Linked DNA regions of Hordeum vulgare: region 2 is linked to region 1. Evidence: chromatin contacts called from public Hi-C data. All regions are on one chromosome and are shown on one strand. Each heading gives the region's core, a stretch centred on a gene start, on an enhancer-like site or on the middle of the called end of the contact. The rest is flanking DNA. Distances are from core to core; before and after follow the strand shown.

Region 1 (3,441 bases), core at 386-2,885:
GCATGCTAAGGATTAGGAGCATCAACCTATATATAGATAGAGATGACAGATGCGGAAGATGGCACGTCGAAGCTTTACTAATATTTACCACGGGTTAGAGGATGGACCAGGATCAGGGCACCCTTCGCCATCAACAGTGATGCGCATGTATGTAGCCATGTACTTTCTCCACCTGATTCGACGCCTAAAACTTCTAGCAGCTACTTCATGTCCTCCACTACTTCACGCTTCACGGCTTACTTGATCATCGCCGTTGTGTCGTTCCACTTCTTCCTGCATGTGCTGGTCCTGCTATAATGATCATTGGGTCATAGCAGGATAGCTAGACTAAGCTACACCACGAAACACTCACAATTTTTTAGACCAACTGAAATTTAATGAGAATGAGAATGAGAGGCCCTGGAAAGGAATCTACTGAAATTTAACCAATGTGGCTAATTTTGCGTCCACTCCACTAGGAGACGAACCTAGGCAGGTGCAGACACGCAACTGGGCTACGACTTGGTCCTCACCAATAACCATAAGTTCATAATTGATCCATTGCTTCCCAATACTTGGTAAATGCTTCCTCTTACATAGAGATGATCTACTTGGCACCCATGTGTTATGTAACTGGAGTGGTCAAACATTGAACCCTATCTCAAATTGAATCCGACCTCTGTCTCTAATATTCCATCTCTAGGGCGGTCACCCCCTTGTCCCTATCCATAACACTAAATATAGATTGACCATCACAATTTACATACATGGTGCTGCTTCAGAAAGGAATACAAGGAGCACATTAGTGAATCACGTGTCCCTAGCTTCCAAACGCAGATACCCAATATCAGATTATCATTGACTCAGCTGTAAAGAAACGTGGCCAAGAAGCACAAGGCGGTAAGGCATTCACATAGAGAAATGATTCATATCGGTGTTTCGATAAATACCTGACAGCATTAACGAGCTAATCCAAGGGTAGGTAAACCCCCCGAATCGTCGAAACACCATGTAGCAAAGTAAAGTATGATAGCTTGCACAAATTGATCTAGTAACAACTAGAGATAATTGGGGATCTCGGGCTGCAACAAGCGTACAGATTGCTTTGCAGAAAGGCCAACGTATTGGGACTGGAGCCTGGGGGAGCCGGACGGCTCAGCCGGTTTCTTGGTCGAAATCGTCCCCGTCGGATTCGTCAACGTTGTCGACGTCGTCCTCTTCCACCTCCGCGTCGTACTCCTCCTTCACGTCGTTGGTGGGCTTGCCTATGATCACCAGGTTGCTGTTGGTCTTGCGGATCGCGTTCAGCTGAGAGGGGAGAGCAAGTAAGAGCAGAGCGGGGTAGGCGTTAGAGCTGCGGGGTGCGGTGGGGACGAAGGACACGGACATGAAGGGGAAGGGCAGCGGTACCTTGTCTTCGAGGTCGGACTCGGCCATGGCGAGGAGGAGCTCGTCCTCCTGGGTAGTTGCGGGCACGGGGAGGAGTGTGGACGCCGGAATCAGCGGCGGCGACGGCCACTGCCGCATCAGCGCCGGGAATCGCAGCATCTCCTCTCCACCAACCACTTCGCCGCCGCCGCTAGTTCGGTTTTGGGGGGCAGGGAGAGAGGAATTCGACTGGCGAAGGCTATTCCTACTGAAATGTGACCGGCCGACGGCGTCGAGGTTTTTTCCCTTCGGCAGTTTCGTTCCAACACAGTGGGCTGGGATTTGCTGGGCGAGCAGCAGCGCCTGGCTGGCTGGCTTTCTGGCCCAGCCCATCCCCAGTACGAAGAAGGCCTCCATTTGGAGGAATACTAAAGATAGGAATTTTGCAAGAAAAAAAATCGTTGAAGCCCCCTGGTTTGTACTCCCTCTGTAAAGTAATATAAGAGCGATTAGATTACTAAAATAGCATTCTAAATGCTCTTATATTAGTTTATGGAGGGAGTAGGAATGTATTCCTATTCGTATGAAGGATAAAAATAAATCCTTTACATTTTAAAGAAAAAAGGACTCAACTAGGCAGCGGCGCTGCATGTTGGCATTCCCGTGCGGCGGTTGTTGTTCACATCCTAAATATGCTTCTAATGTTTGAAATTTAAAATATTTTATCTTTATAACCGTTGATTCAATCGATGATCTGTTTTCATCGTTGACTTTATCGCGATAAGATCTTCGAAACAAGATCCCATATCGACATGTTTCGATAACTTTTTTTCCATCTGATAATTGCCATATTCTTTCACTCACTTACCATATTATTAACCACTTACTTGCCGGATAAAATAAACTTAATTGCTATATTTTTTATGTCGTTTCATACAAAGATTATGTGTTTATAAAATGCAATTCACAGAATGTTTTGATGTTCTTGCCATGTTAATCCTACCTAGTTGTCATATTATCTCATAAAGCTTGTCGGTGCTTATATAATCCTATTTACGATAGTTTTTTTGGTGTTCTTATCACTTTCTTTCTACCTAGTTGCCATACAATCTCATGCAACTTGTCAGTTATTGTAAAGAATAGTTTGTGTGTTGTTTTGCTGTACTTATTAATTTAATTCTATCTGATTGGTGTGTTGTGTCATAAAATGACATTTGATTGTTCTAAGACCTAGTTGTTGTGGTGTTTGTTTTTCTTATCAAATTAATTCAACTCAGTTGTCTATATAAACTTGTCAATTATTATAAATACTAATTGTCGTATTATTTTGCAACCCATGCCATTTAAGTTATATGCAGTGGCCAGTTATTTTCATATGTACTAGTATATTATATATGGATAAAACTATACTCAGTTGCCTTATATAAGCTTGTCAGTTATTGTGAATACAATTGTCTCGTTATTTTGCCGTGCTTGTCATTTAAACATATCTGAAGACCAATTATTTCATATGTATTAGTACACTATATATGAATAAAAAAATTGTGTGAGAGGTTAACAAATAATGGTTACCTAGCATGTAAATCCTGCACCTCCTACTACCTGATTACTAGGAATAGTCAAAAGCGCATGCATGCATGCTACTAATTAATATGCGTGTGTACTTGCGTAACAGGATACAAGCGTGGCTAGCATGCTGTGTCATTTAAAAAACTTAGACCATATGCATGCATGCTACTAATTAGTATCATTGTTAAGGAAATGTAACGGTAGCTGCTCGGTCAGCTTGGGAGTAGAGATTAATCGATGAATCGTTTTATTAATTAAATTAATCGATCGGCCATTAATCGGTAGATTAAATAGGAACCTATGAACATATTCTAGTTTTTTTTTATGTATTATACCCTACTCTTATCCTTTCAGCTATGCTATATACCATAATAGTGTATTGTTTGATCAAATCCTAGCTATTGAGGAGCGAGAGGAGGATGGAAGAGGTAACATGCCAAAAAATTGGACCTTTTTGGCCCACAAGTTAGTAGGCCAACTAAGATTAATCAGCCTGACAACCTATTAACCGGTCTAACATGCCAT
Region 2 (3,441 bases), core at 525-3,024, 540 kb after region 1:
ACATGGGTGTCATTTAGTATACAAAATTGCCTATGCTTTGATAAATTCTCGTCACACTATAAGGATAGGGCGTACTTGCCTCACATTTGTATTTTAAAAATAGTATTTTATTAGGGCCACATATAAAATGTTGCTCGTCTAGGGTGGAGTGTTTTTCTAGGAGAATAACGGCAAAACATGCGACAGAGTAACCCTGTCCGCCACCCGTGTCATCTACCCCTCTCGTCATCGGCAGGACGCGTTGCCACGCAAAGCCGCTAGTGGAGGAGAGGTACGGACCGGGTGGTTGCTTTGGAGGCGTTGGAGGGTTGATATCAGATCTCGAAGGTGATTGGTGCTCGAGCGGCGGCCTTCGTCAAGTGGTGCGCGATATCGATGTTAGTAAAGCCGGCGATGGCGGGAGGGATCCAACACAAAGGTCTTCACCGGTGACCTGTCCTGGCTGGATCATCGTCCGAGGGTAAGAATAATGTTCTCCCTGCCCTATCCCCGTCTCACCGGTATGTTTTCACCGGTGGAAGCCATATGAAGTTGTATCTTGGGTGGTTCTTTTGGGATCCACCGGATTTAGTCGGCTTTCGTGGTATTGCCCTTATCAATGTTCTTTTCTATGGGGCAGCCATTTGCGCCATTAGTGTCTTATGGTTTACATCGATGACTTTTCACCCTCTGCTTCTATAAATTTTGATGTTTTAAAAAGTTATTCTTGTCGAGGTGAAGGTCTAGAGGCGACATCGACCTATGCTTACAGTGCATTATAAATGAAAGATTTTAAATACAATTTTTATAAATATGTACTCGTAAGGACTTGTTATTCCTTAGGTCTTTTCACATAGAGACACGGAGAGAGAGAGAGAGTATTTCTCATGTGCATGGCAGAATTGATATTCCACGTTTTATGTTTAGGGCGTATCACATGGTAGAATTTCTGTAACATCCTGTTTTCTAGATAATCGATCGATGCACGGAAACATCTCTCGATGTCCTCCCCAACCCATCTTGATCCTTCGTATATTTCTGTTTTATTACTTGCTTGATTACATGGTTGAAAGTCAAAATTCCGGAACCATCTTGAGGGAGGTCCAAACTGTGGGAGCTTGGCGGTGCCCATCTTTGTCGCACGGCGTTGTGCTTTGATGCACCGAAAAATCATCTTCACGTTCTTATCCACGCGTGCCTCCTGGATCACAAGCATCGGCGGTCATCTTTTCCCAACTCCCAAGAATAGAAACATCGATGCCCACCGTTCAAATTATCACACGTGGACCATATTAGGGAATATGCACTAGGCTAGTTTAGTTCATTCCACTCTTTAGTTTAATCTTGACTCATAAACTACATAGTAAGTACTCTTTATTTAGTTTATTTAAATTAATGTCTTGCATTGTGGGACGGAAGAAGTACTATTTTATGAGCAAGTAGACGGGGATATCGAACAGTTTCCGACATGGACGGTCAAATATGAAATGAATTGCCCCAAACAGATTAAGTTTGCCAAATGGGATTCCAAATTTGGGCAAATAAAGCCTAACTTAACTTAAATCGTACGTAGACCACATGACAGGGCGGCATGCGACGCTGCATCCGGACCGTTGCTAGTCGGTCCAACGGCGTAGACACGCATGCGTTGAACAGTCAGCCCACACAACTTCCCCGCCACATATAAATATCGGAATCCTTGAGGGATCTGCCGCCCGCTATCTTCTTCTTCGTCTCTTCCGAATTCCGATCCCCGGCCTCAGCTTCAAGCCGGAACCTCCATTCCGCAGCCGCCATGGATCCGTCGCCGAACTCGCACCCGATCCTCTCCTATGTGCTCTCCCGCCTCCCCTCGATCAAGACGGGGTCCCCGAGGCTCTCCTCCCCGCGCGACCTTGAACAGCCTCCGCCGCCGTCCCCGTCCCCGCGCGCCCCGTCGGGCCCCGCGGAGTTCGAGCTCGTGGAGCGCATGCCTGGCCTCCGACATCCGTCCGTCCTCGCCTCCATGACGCGCGCAGTCGCCGACATCACCTGCGCCCGCGACGCGATCCGCCACCTCGGCCCCCGCCCCGACCACGAGCTGCTCGACTCCTCCCGTGCCTTCCTCCTCTCGTACTCCCATGGAAACCTCGCCGGATTGGGGAATCAGGAGGAGATCTACGAGAAGGTGGTGGCGAGCCAAGAGCTTCTCCGGTTAGACGAGGAGCACGAGGCTTACGGGGCCCTGCTGCGCCAGGCGGAGGAGAAGCTGGAGCGGGTGTACCGGATGGCGATGCACGGAAGGGACGTGGTGGGAGGTGGCGGCAATAGAGGGGAGGACGAGGGATCGGGCGGTGTGGACGAGGAGGTGGTGAGGCTGCTCAAGCAGGCGGAGGAAGGGAGGGCGGTGGAGCAGGTGCGCCTCGCCGACCGCCAGCTGCGCCACCTGCCTGAGCCCTTGGGCCGGATCCGCGGCCTCCTCGTGCTCGACGTCTCGCGCAACCATCTCCAGGTCAGGGTTTGCTAACGCCGCCTCCGTCTCTCCCCATCCCCATGCATATATCACACGTACAGAGTATATAGGAGTACGATCGATCGATGGGAGATTCTGGTAATCGTTCGTCCGATCCGGGAAATTCGGGCCTTCGAACGTTAGGTTGATTTGAGGCTCTATATATACGTGTAACAAGGAAAATGGATTTCCATAGTTTACTTGCACGTTGCAAATCCTGTTTCTCCACAAGGCACAAGGGTAATTTGGTTCGGCAATACACATAGCACAGTGCTTACCGGTGGTTTTACATGGAGATTGCAGGCTGTCCCCGATGCCATAGGCGGGCTTGAACATCTGGAAGAACTCCGCCTCGCTTCCAATGTGTTGGTCTCCCTCCCGGATTCCATCGGGCTCCTCTCCAACCTGAAGGTCCTGGACGTCTCTGGCAACAAGCTCAGATCTCTGCCCGACAGCATCTCAAAATGCAGGTGACCAACCAGCCAGCCATAGCCCCCCATGCATGCATTCGCAAGGCATCTTCCTTCTTGGCGCTAGCTAGACCCATTCCAGTTTGCACTGTAAACTAGCTAGAAATGCTCGCTAATCGTCTCAATTCGGGACTCCAGGTCACTGGTGGAGCTGGATGCCAGCTACAACGTTCTGGCGTACCTCCCGACGGGCATCGGCCACGAGCTGGTGAACCTGCAGAAGCTCTGGGTGCAGCTCAACAAGCTGCGTCAGCTGCCGTCCTCCATCTGCGAGATGCGGTCCCTGCGCCTCCTGGATGCGCACTTCAACGAGCTCCGCGGCCTGCCCTCCTCCTTCGGCAAACTGGTGGCGCTTGAGTCGCTCAACCTGAGTAGCAACTTCAGCGACATGCGGGACCTGCCGGCGTCGTTCGGCGACCTGGTCGGCCTTCGCGACCTCGACCTCAGCAACAACCAGATACACGCGCTGCCGGACTGCTTCGGAAGAATGGACCGGCTTGA

Evidence for each region. A called contact is a pair of places that touch in the nucleus more often than the background predicts.
Region 2: a Hi-C map of seedling shows a contact between it and region 1, with 3 times the contacts expected there. The contact joins the promoter of LOC123405965 here to the promoter of LOC123406135 in region 1. A contact is called at or near these places in 2 of 6 Hi-C or Micro-C datasets (leaf and seedling) and 1 of 1 datasets of contacts at active chromatin or transcription factors (embryo).

Annotation. Positions count from the first base shown.
Region 1 is chr6H:325,046,508-325,049,948 of MorexV3_pseudomolecules_assembly, forward strand. It overlaps LOC123406135, which reads right to left and starts at 1,636. Exons shown (of 2, transcript XM_045099616.1): 1 at 1,390-1,636; 2 at 894-1,287. The coding sequence starts at 1,527. The coding sequence ends at 1,135.
Region 2 is chr6H:325,586,250-325,589,690 of MorexV3_pseudomolecules_assembly, forward strand. LOC123405965 (plant intracellular Ras-group-related LRR protein 2-like) reads left to right here and starts at 1,775. Exons shown (of 3, transcript XM_045099473.1): 1 at 1,775-2,470; 2 at 2,774-2,940; 3 at 3,079-3,441. The coding sequence starts at 1,775.